Linked DNA regions of Zea mays: region 2 is linked to region 1. Evidence: chromatin contacts called from public Hi-C data. All regions are on one chromosome and are shown on one strand. The core of a region is the stretch at or near the end of the contact, and the rest is flanking DNA. Distances in the headings are between cores, read along the strand shown. Region 1 holds the start of LOC100217007 (Retinol dehydrogenase 14). Region 2 holds the start of LOC100275596 (hydroxyproline-rich glycoprotein family protein).

What was found. A called contact is a pair of places that touch in the nucleus more often than the background predicts.
Region 2: a Hi-C map of endosperm shows a contact between it and region 1, with 1.9 times the contacts expected there. The contact joins the promoter of LOC100275596 here to the promoter of LOC100217007 in region 1. A contact is called at or near these places in 4 of 25 Hi-C or Micro-C datasets (ear, endosperm, leaf and 1 more).

Annotation. Positions count from the first base shown.
Region 1 is chr7:56,021,629-56,026,673 of Zm-B73-REFERENCE-NAM-5.0, reverse strand. LOC100217007 (Retinol dehydrogenase 14) reads left to right here and starts at 2,495. Exons shown (of 8, transcript NM_001143383.1): 1 at 2,495-2,772; 2 at 2,851-3,082; 3 at 3,391-3,470; 4 at 3,682-3,835; 5 at 3,929-4,007. The coding sequence starts at 2,658.
Region 2 is chr7:55,749,193-55,754,423 of Zm-B73-REFERENCE-NAM-5.0, reverse strand. LOC100275596 (hydroxyproline-rich glycoprotein family protein) reads right to left here and starts at 1,384. Exons shown (of 2, transcript NM_001149646.1): 1 at 860-1,384; 2 at 1-669. The coding sequence starts at 1,000. It overlaps LOC103633883 (probable pectinesterase 15), which reads left to right. Exons shown (of 1, transcript XM_008655551.4): 1 at 1-976.

The DNA.
Region 1 (5,045 bases), core at 1,246-3,745:
CTTCTTCTGCTTCAGCGATTGCTTGTTCTGCTTGTCCTGCATCATCATGAGGGATCTTTTCCGAAGTCACCAGCCCGGATCGTTGCATAGCTTCGGAGATGGGAACAGTCTCCGAAGCTTCAGTTTCGTCCCCCTCACGCTCAACCCTGGCAGTAGAACGCACTCTGGCCATTCAATTATGAACTTGTGGAACGTTAATACTTTCTTCCTCCGAAGCAGGTTTCAAACTGGAGCTTCGTTCGACTCTGACAGACAAGCTTCGGTGACGGTTAAAAATTTTGGCAGCAAAACAGTACAAATAGCAATGAATGCTGTGGTAACTTCACACCTACTCGTCTGTTTATATAGTGCTGCAGGTAAGAAGGCGAAGCGCCAGAATTTTTACACCAGGCGGACAACCGCTCGCACTCGCTGCGTGGTGGACACTCGGACGGATCCTGTTAAGTTATTTAGTGCACATGCATAGTCGTCTGAGGTCTTTGAGACAAGGACAGGTGCATGTGGGCCCAATAACTTGGGAGGTTCTGCCACACTGATGGTTCGCTCTGCCTCGCGGACGTGCTCAGCAAGGACCTGGTTGGTCGATCCGACTCGCAGCTTTGCTTGACAGGGACCTGGTCAGTCGCTCTGCCTCGCGATCCTGTTCGGCAGGGACCTGATCGGTCGCCTTACCTTGTGAACTTGCTCAGTGGGGGAGACTTTGGTCAGCAAGAAGGTTTCATGGGCCTTACTTTTGGTACTCCGTTCCTAGGTACCCGATAATACTTTTCCAGCATATTTAAATATCTCCTCCTATTTCATTCATCCCCCTATTTCACCTCATCTCCAACCTATGGGTAACTCCTCCAACTCAGTATAGAAAAGGGGAAGTATATCAATCAGGATGACCATATCTATGTCGCTGACGATGTGCGCAACGGAACTGATCGATCGAGGATGAGGAATGTGGCTAGCCTCACGAAGTCTGAAAGGACCTGGTCGAATGCGGGGCAGGCTGCGCTAGTGAGGAAGCCCGTGGACGCCTCAGAGGTCGAACTTGACGGCTATACGGTGTGGAAGCTCTGGATCCACTTCACTCCACTAGATCTACTCGTTGTGCCTCGTCGGTCGTCTCTATTTGAACTGTCGGACCACCGTCGGGCGAAGGCACCTCCACGGACATAGGGTTCTTCAATGCTGCTCGGCATCGCACCGAAGCGTCAATGTATGTGGAAGAAGCCAGGGCTAGCGAACGTGCGTCACGAGAGGAACTTTATGTTGGCGAGAAGAGCACCGACTCGACTGCGATGGGAGCATAGGGTCACCTCACATACGAGGCGTTTACGTAGCTCACGGAGGGAGGGGGAGAAAATGGTGTGAACAATTGGATGCTTTCGGGGAGCTATAGTGCCCATTTATGAGGGGGAGAGAGACGGTTCGGGAACCGTTGGAGATGGCCTTCGCTAGGGAACCAAATAGCCCTCCAATATCAGCATTAAACATTTTTAGTTTCACTGAGACTAACATAGTCTACTCCATCCGTTTCAATTTATAATTCGTTTGACCTTTTTATACCAAATTTGATTAATTTTGACTAATATACTTTAAGTGTGGCTTTGATTTTTTTATTTTTACGTAAAAAATTGAATAAGACGAGCCGGTCAAACTTGAAAATGTCAAACGAATGATAAATTGCGACAGAGGGAGTACTTAAGAGCCAGATTATCATATGTGTTCATTTTATTGTTGACTCTTTGTGACGTGGTAAATACATAAAGCCTCGAGCTACTTTATTAGCCTTTGCTTTATTTTTTAATCGTGACAGCCTCCAGGATTAGGGTTGAAAACGGACGAAAAAATCCAGTCCTAATCTGTACCGTTTTTCACATTTAACTCGTCCATTTTCGTATTTTCGGAAAAATCTGGAAACAGGAGAGTCTATTTCGTCCGTTTTCGTGGGATCCCATTTTTCAAATTTAACCCATATTTATCCCGTATTTAAGAAATCCGGGATGACCCCAATATACATTAGTGCACAAACTAAATTATCATATTCTTAAGTGATATATTATAACATAAGTGGTCATTCTAGCCACCGGCTCTCCTTAATGGCAAGTGGTTTAAAAGCTCAAACGACATCGATCGTAGCTATATATACTATTGGCAAGCAAACAACAATAAAATGTTGTCTCTCTATATCTATTTGTTTCATATAATTGTCATGCTAGTCAGTCATCAATATTGTACGTGTATGTATTAAATTACGAGTTTCCGTTTAATATTTCCGCTTTCGTTCTTTTTCATACACCCATTTATCTCACTACCGTTTTCGTTCTCGATTATTCTGGACCTATCCTGTTTTCGGTGATAAAATGTGGGGACGAAAACGGGAGATGCGTTTTTTTATCGGTTTTCATTCCTAGACAGGGTAGACTACATATCATGTCTACAGTAGAAGGTTTGTTTTTTTACATATGAACACGGGCACACGAATCGTCGGCTCACGGCCTCGTCACGCCCACCCTCTCCCTCTTCGGGTTCCAGGCTTCCAAAGTTGTCAGAGACGGCGAGAGTAGGGGGTTTCCAGGAAGCTTCGCCAGGGCGCCGGTAAGTTGACTGGATTTGCTGCTAGGCAGTCAGGCAAGCTCGAGTTTTGCCATTTGAGAAGGAGAGGGAAAATGATGACCTCGTGGCTTCTGGGCCGCCGGGGCCCCTCCGGCTTCTCCTGGAGTTCCACCGCCGACCAAGTCACGCAGGGCATCTCCGCCGCCGGCCTCACCGCCATCGTCACTGGTCCGTACTTATTCCCCAACATTTCTTCTTCCTTCTTCATAGTATTTATTATTAGTAATCCAGCCCAATCCCATCCAGGGGCGTCCAGCGGCATCGGCGCGGAGACGGCGCGAACGCTGGCGCTGCGCGGGGCCCACGTCATCATGGCCGTCAGGAGCCTTCCCGCTGCCCAGGCCGTCAAGGACGCCGTCCTCGCCCAGGCGCCGGGGGCCAAGCTCGACGTCATGGAGCTCGACCTCTCGTCCATGGCCTCTGTCCGCGCTTTCGCGTCCCAATTCATCGACAGGGGTCTCCCCCTCAACATCCTTATGTATGTATTATGTTTATATTAATTGTTGCCTGCTTTGCTACCTGGGATGAATTATGACTCCTAACGAATCACTAATTCAGTCAGGAGAAACAGCTCGTACTCGGTTCCAAATTACAAGATGTTAATGGTAGAATTTATTTAACTTTGTGTGATTCTTGTGTTTGAGATTCTCTTGTGCCTGTTCTAATAATCTGACTATATATTGATAGGTCTGCTAATTCAATGCTGGTTCTCTTGACATTTGTTCAAAGTGTAGCTTCAATATATCTTATGGCATTTAATTGATTACTTGGCCCTCTTGCTGGCAGCAACAATGCAGGAGTAATGGCAATACCTTTTGCGCTTTCAAAGGATGGAATTGAGATGCAGTTTGCAACTAATCATGTTGGTACGCATTCAGTATACTTCACTGCTTGTTTAAACTGTTGTGTGTATGGAGATTTCCTACTTCAAATCATATAGCATTGTATAGCACGTGCAAGTCTAGCGCTCTAACTCAAGCTGGAGTTTTTTACCTGACCGTTATTCAGAAGTTTTCATTTATCATGGTGTTTAGACACAATTTTACTAAACTGTGGTTCTAATTTCATAATTTTCAGGGCATTTCCTGCTCACACACCTTCTATTGGATACCATGAAGAGGACCTCTCATGAATCAAATTTGGAAGGAAGAATTGTCAACGTGTCATCAGAGGGGCACAGACTTGCATATCGGGAAGGAATCCGTTTTGACAAGATCAACGATGAATCAGTGTATGTAATTGCTGTGCTGTGATTATGTTCTACGGTCTAATTTACTTTGTTTTGAAGAAAACCTAGCCACTTGTTCAATCTTGTGTTGTGCAGGTATAGTAGCATTGGTGCATATGGGCAATCAAAGCTTGCAAACATATTGCATGCTAATGAACTTGCCAGGCGATTTGAGGTATGTCTTGTCCATCTAACACATGCATGTTTTCTTGACCTTATGGTGCATGTATAGTTACAATGCATTTGTATGCATTGCAACTTTTTTTCTCGAGCGCGCATGAGAGCTGCGCACCATTATATTAAGAAGAAAAAGATCTAAAATAGACCGATACAAACCGTCGGAGCGGTAAATGCACGAAAATAGAAGAGGGTTACAAGACAGCAGAGAGAACCTGAACCACACAATACACTAAGGCCAAATCTGCTTCAGCCCCGGTGCCCCTGCTAAGCACCATAACCTGGCTTCCTCCTTAATATCTTTGACAACCATGGCCACACTGGGGAAATTTTATCAAAAACACATGCATTACGATGTTTCCACAGCCACCAAGCCACAAGAGCGACCATCGAGTTAAAGCCTCCTCTCTTCTGTTTAGGCTCCTTCAACACAGCTGCCTTCCACCATTATTGGAAAACTGAAACGCCAGGATCAGGAGCTAACTGCTGCAGACCTATTAGCGAGAGCACCAAGAACCAAGTTTGCCTAGCAAAGACGCAAGCCACAAGAAGATGCTGTATAGTTTCCTCCTCTTGATCACAAAGCAGGCGATACTTACGGTGCGCTAAGCCTCGGCGAGCCAGGCGATCCGCTGTCCAGCAGCGATTTAGAGAGGCCAACCAAAGGAAGAACTTACACTTAGGAGGCACCCACGTCTCCCAGATGCGTGCAGCTGGCTCAAACACCACAGCCCCACAAACAAAAGATTGTAAGCCGACTTGGAAGAGTAGGCACCTGATGCGGAAGGGAATCATACATGCTGGTCATGAATTCCGGGGCCAAGATGAAAACCTTGCAGCATGTCCCAGCACAAAAAGAACTCATAGAAGGCCTGCAAGGACAGAACACCTCTAACATCGTGGAGCCATTGATTATCAGCCAAGGCACCTTGAACAGTTCTGATGTTCCGAATACGATTAGGCACTGAAGAAACCAGATTTGGGGCAAATTCAGCTGAAGATTTTCCATGCAGCCATCGATCCAACCATAATAGCG
Region 2 (5,231 bases), core at 135-2,634, 270 kb after region 1:
AGCACTGTGCCTTGGCACCCAGTGCTGCTGCTCCATGTTCCATGGTGGCGGCGACGAGGAGGTCGATCCCGGCGATTTGAGGACGGGGCTGCCCGGCTGCAGCTGGTAGGCGTGGAGGAAACCGTCGCTGGCCGTGCCGGTGCCGGTGCCGGTGCCGCCGCCAGAGCAGTGCGCCTGCTGGTCTGCCGCAGCGGAAGACCATAGGAACTGGGCGAAGGGGACCTCCGGCGACGACGGCGTGGTGGCCAGCAGTTGGAGGCTGGACTCCGGCGGGGGCGTGAGTGGCGCGGTGGACGGCTCGGTGAGGCCCGCGGACGCGGAAAAGGCCGGCGGCGACACCAGCTGCTGCGGCTCCCTGGCGTATGGGCCGATGGCGAAGATGGAGGCCGTGGGCGAGCTGTAGCTGCTGGCGTTGGCGTTGAGGAGCACCACGGGCGACGGCGACTCCGAGGTGAGCACGGACGTGGCGGGCGACGGCGGCGGCGCCACGAAGGCCAGCGTAGGTTGGGGCGCGTGGCGCGCATAGTTGTAGCTGCCCGGCGCCTGCTCGGCGCATGGTGCGCCCGGCGGCTCCGGCGACCGCGACGCGTCGGCGATGCGCTGGGGGTGGCCGTGCGGCCGGAACGACTTGAGCTTGGCCTTCAGACGCGACCACCATCTCGTCTTCTTCTGCATGACATCCCAAGACCCAAAGCATGAAGGCAAGGCAGGCAAACAACACCATCAGAGTTTAGAACACACCATGGATCAGCTCAGCTATGCTACTAGCTTGTTGAATCAGAAAACAATACTTGATATGATTTGCGGAACTCGATTGATGCATCAGAAATTCTGAAAGAAAGCCGCAGGTACTAGATACCTCAGTGACGCAGTTGGCGTGGTCGTGGTCGTGGTCGTCGAGCTGCTGGAGGTGCCGCTGGAGGCCTGTGCTGGTGGATCTCGCGGCGGCGGCCAAGACGATGGCTGCGGCGTGCACCGTGTCATCATTCTGCTGCTGCATCTTCTTCTCTTTTTTTTTCCTGCTCGCTCGGTCAATCGATGGATCAGCTTGTTGCCTAATTGGATATGCTGTGTGTCGTGAACGAATTGAAGGAAAGAAGAGGCTAGTTATGAAGTGATCGGTGGTGGATCATATGGAAGAAGCAGCTTTTTGCTTGATCAATCGTTGGGTCGGCTTGTTGCTTATTTGGAGCACGAATTGAGGAAGGAAGAGATGGGTGAAAAGGAAAAGGCGCGTCACGCCAAGCGTGGGAGTTGGGATCGGGAAAGGCAGGAACACAGAGGCAGCTCCTCTCATCGTCCATTTCATCCATCCGATGGTCTGATTCCGATCCGACTCAAACCAAAGTTTGACTCCCTTCCCTTCCATCGGTGCGGGTCAGTCAAGGACGCACTAATCAATCATCCAATTAGCAACGAGAACGGAACGACTTCTGCCGATTGGTTCCCCTTCGTCAACGCCAAGTCCACGGACGGCTTGTGTACGTGCTCTGTGCACAATAGGCGTGCCACCCCCACATCCACACGTTGAGGCAACATGTCATGGACACGGACCAAAATCCACGACTGAGCGCCTGCTCGAGCACGGCACGCCGTCGACGCGATTTCCATCCACGTCGAATTTGGCATGGCGTATCCACTGATCTCATTTCCCGTGCATCGTCCAGCCAGGAACAACCATCAGACCGAGAAATCCAGCCAGCAGCCCGCCGGCCGGCACAGAAAATGTTACGAGGTAGGAGAAAGAAGAGCGAAGAACCCATCATTACTCGTTGCGAGGATTGTTTCAGATTGGTCAAAGATAAGTGTTGATCACTATTTGTGGTATTAGATATGGCCGGACGGTTCACAATCAAATCAAAATAGGCGTAATTAACCTCTTTTCCGCGCATGTTTATCCCTCTAATATCACGGATTATATCGGGAAACGTCTAGAAATGGCTCTAGGCCTATTCCCTTATACATATGAAGGGGTAATGACCGATTGTGCGCATCAATAATCGAATCAAATCAATATATCTTTTGTTCCTTTACTTTTTGCCCTACACTACCGGACACAGTTGTTTTGTCGAGTGCTTTTGCATGTGATGAAAAGGAAGGCAAGAAGAAGGCTCCCACTCCAAGCTCCTCAAGTGAAGAAGATAAAAAAGAAGAAAGTGATGATGATGAAGATGATCAGCCCTCAATATCATCCTCTGAGGACGAAGAAACAGTCCGTCGCATCGGAAAGATAATGGGGATGATTCATAACATTAATCTAATGGGTGTGCCCCTGTAGGTCGATGATCTTCTCTTTAACATTAACAGGAAAAAACAAAGAAAAAGAGGATGCTTCGCATGCGGGGAGAAGAGCCACTTCAAGGACAACTTTCCAAATATGGTCGAACCCAGAAAGAGGAGGAGCAAAGGCAAGACGCTTACAAGTGTCAAAACTTGGAATGATTCTTGAAGCAAAGATGATTCTCCAAGGACTCGCAGCCACCACTCTTCATCACGCTATTCACGGTCATCATACAAATGCCTTATGGCAAGAGGTAAAACAAGTATCCCATCCTCTAGTGATGATAGTGATGATGAATGTGATGATGAGGGAAAGCCCTCCTTAGATGAACTTGTGCATGCCATTAAATATTTTTTGAGGATGTTTGCACTAAACAAAAGGCTCAACTTAAAACTTTGAAAAATAAGTTGATTAGCTCTCAAAATGATTATAAATGTTTTCTAGAAAAATTTGAAACATTTGTAAATTGAATTGTGAGATAACAATTAAAATTGAGCAATCGGAGTCTAATGCTCCATCCTCAACTACCGATGATAGCCTTATCAAAAAGAATAAAAAATCTAAGGCTAAGTTAGCTAGCTCTCAAGAAGCCATCGAAAACTTGCTAGAAAAAATGGAAATTCTTAGCATACATAAAAATGAGCTAACTAGTAAGCTAGAGAACATCGGTAGCACCCGAGGAGCATCTTTAATTGAAATTCCTAAAATTATTAAGAAAGATGATTATACTTCTTGCTTTGATTTAATTGATAATTATAATCCTTGCAATCATGTTCTTGTTAAGAATGAAGTTATAGAAACATTTCGGATGAGATTGCAATGGAGAATGAGCAATTATGGCAAGAGGTGGCTCGCCTAGTCAAGGCTTTGTATGACAAGAAAGACAAAGCCAAACAAACCCAACCTCCATAGGATAACACCACTGCGGGAGTGAACAAGCCTGGAGAGGGAGAAACTGTGGTTTGTAGGCTATGCCACAAGGAAGGCCGCAAGTCTTATCAATGCAAGGAGAAGACCAGGGATAAGCAAAAGCAAAAGCCAACCAGCAAAATCTCCAACACCTACATCAACAAGGTGGACAAAAAGGTCGCTACACCAAATTTGATCAAGAAGAAAAAGAATGAAAATGTGATAGCAATCATGGCCAACAAGCAAGCCAATAAAGGAAAGGGGGCCAAACACATCTGGGTGCCAAAGGAAATTATCTCAACCATGAAAATCACCAAGAAGGTTTGGATCCCAAGAGGGAAGTGAGAAGTCCGAAGTACTTCGGGGAATTAGGAGACTTGGCAAAATTGGGATTTATATCATGGATGCATCATATTGGACCAAGTCTATTGCCAAGTGGGTTAGTGAATACTTTGGACCCAAATTCCCCACCCATGACTAAGGCAACTAGATTTATTGCATTTCCTTGTTTTTTGATATGTGTATCTATTTTCTTATATCTAGCTTTTACCTTACATGCCTAGCTTTACATGTGGTATTTTCTTTTGATTAAAATTGCATGTATACTAGGTCAATCATATGGTAGGAATGCTCGTTTTGAATTCATATTCTTGAGCAAACTTACATGGTTTAAAATGTTAGTTAAGCACGACACATAGCTTATTCAATATTCCAAAGTAAATGATACTCACACTCCAATTGGTATCTTCATATGGTATACTACTTAACGTATAGTTTATACACTTCATATGGTATATCCTACAATTGATATCCTATAATTGGTATCAATTAACTTATATGTTCCAAAGCTCGAATTATAGATAATTTGCCCCTCTTGATATCAAAATCAAAGTGCATGTCTCCTACAAGTATTCAAAACTTGTATGCACACTCTCAGGGGGAGGTTACTCTATAATCTAAGTCTTTGATACTAATACATGTTTTCAAGTCTATTACATGTAGTAGTATCATTGAAGGAAAATGGAGTCCCCGGAGATAGACAATAAGCTTCCACTTCAAATCTACAAGAATTTCCATATTCCTCTATTGGTATCAATTACATGTCTTCTCCAGATTTTGCTTAGACTATATTTCATATTTTATGTTTCCCATGTTTCTATAAATGCATATGTTGTTAAAATATATCTTTTACCTATGTGGCGTTAGTCTAATCAGTCATATATTGTACCTTTCTTTCTCATGTGCTTTTCCTAAGTAGAGGATCTCCGACAGGGGGAGTATACCTTCTTATATGACAAAGGGGTAGAATATTCTTTCAAAGTGGGAGAACACTCATTTAGGGGGAGCTATCTGTTAGAGGGCAAGTCTTATTTGTTTTCTATATGCTTTTAATGTCTTCCTTTTCGGTGGTTCATTCTAAAGGGGGAGAAGTTTTTGGGACCAAAGCAACTCAAAATATATCAAACACCAAACACCACCCAATTTCAAAAATTTAAAATCTTGATCTTACAAGTGGTTTTGGTTATACAAGTATCTTTGGTATAAAATAGGAAGTAGGTGGATTATGGAGTTAGGGGGAGGCTGTAGGATCTAGGACACCGGCTAGGGGGGGTGAATAGACGGTTTTAACTAAAATCAAAGACACTAGAGAAATTTAATCAAAACAACAAGGGATATAAATTTTCTAACTTTGATAGGTTAACAAAATAAGATGAACAATTTATGTCAACACTACAAATGATAGACAATACACAAATTACTAACTTCTTGCAAGTAATGAGTAAAGAGTGAGAGAATGACACAGAAATTTATCCCGTGGTATCGGTGATTTGTCGATCACCCCTAATCCACGTTGATGTAGAATTCAAGCTCCCACTTGCTCCTCTATCAAGACATGGTTTGATCTTTGAGACAAGTGGACAAGAACTCACTCAATACCTCGATTCCACTATAGTGTCGCTTTTGTCGCTCCGGCGAGGTGGACGCGAACCCCTCATAATCAACACCGTGGCTCCTCCACAATCTTCACGGAGAGCTCGAT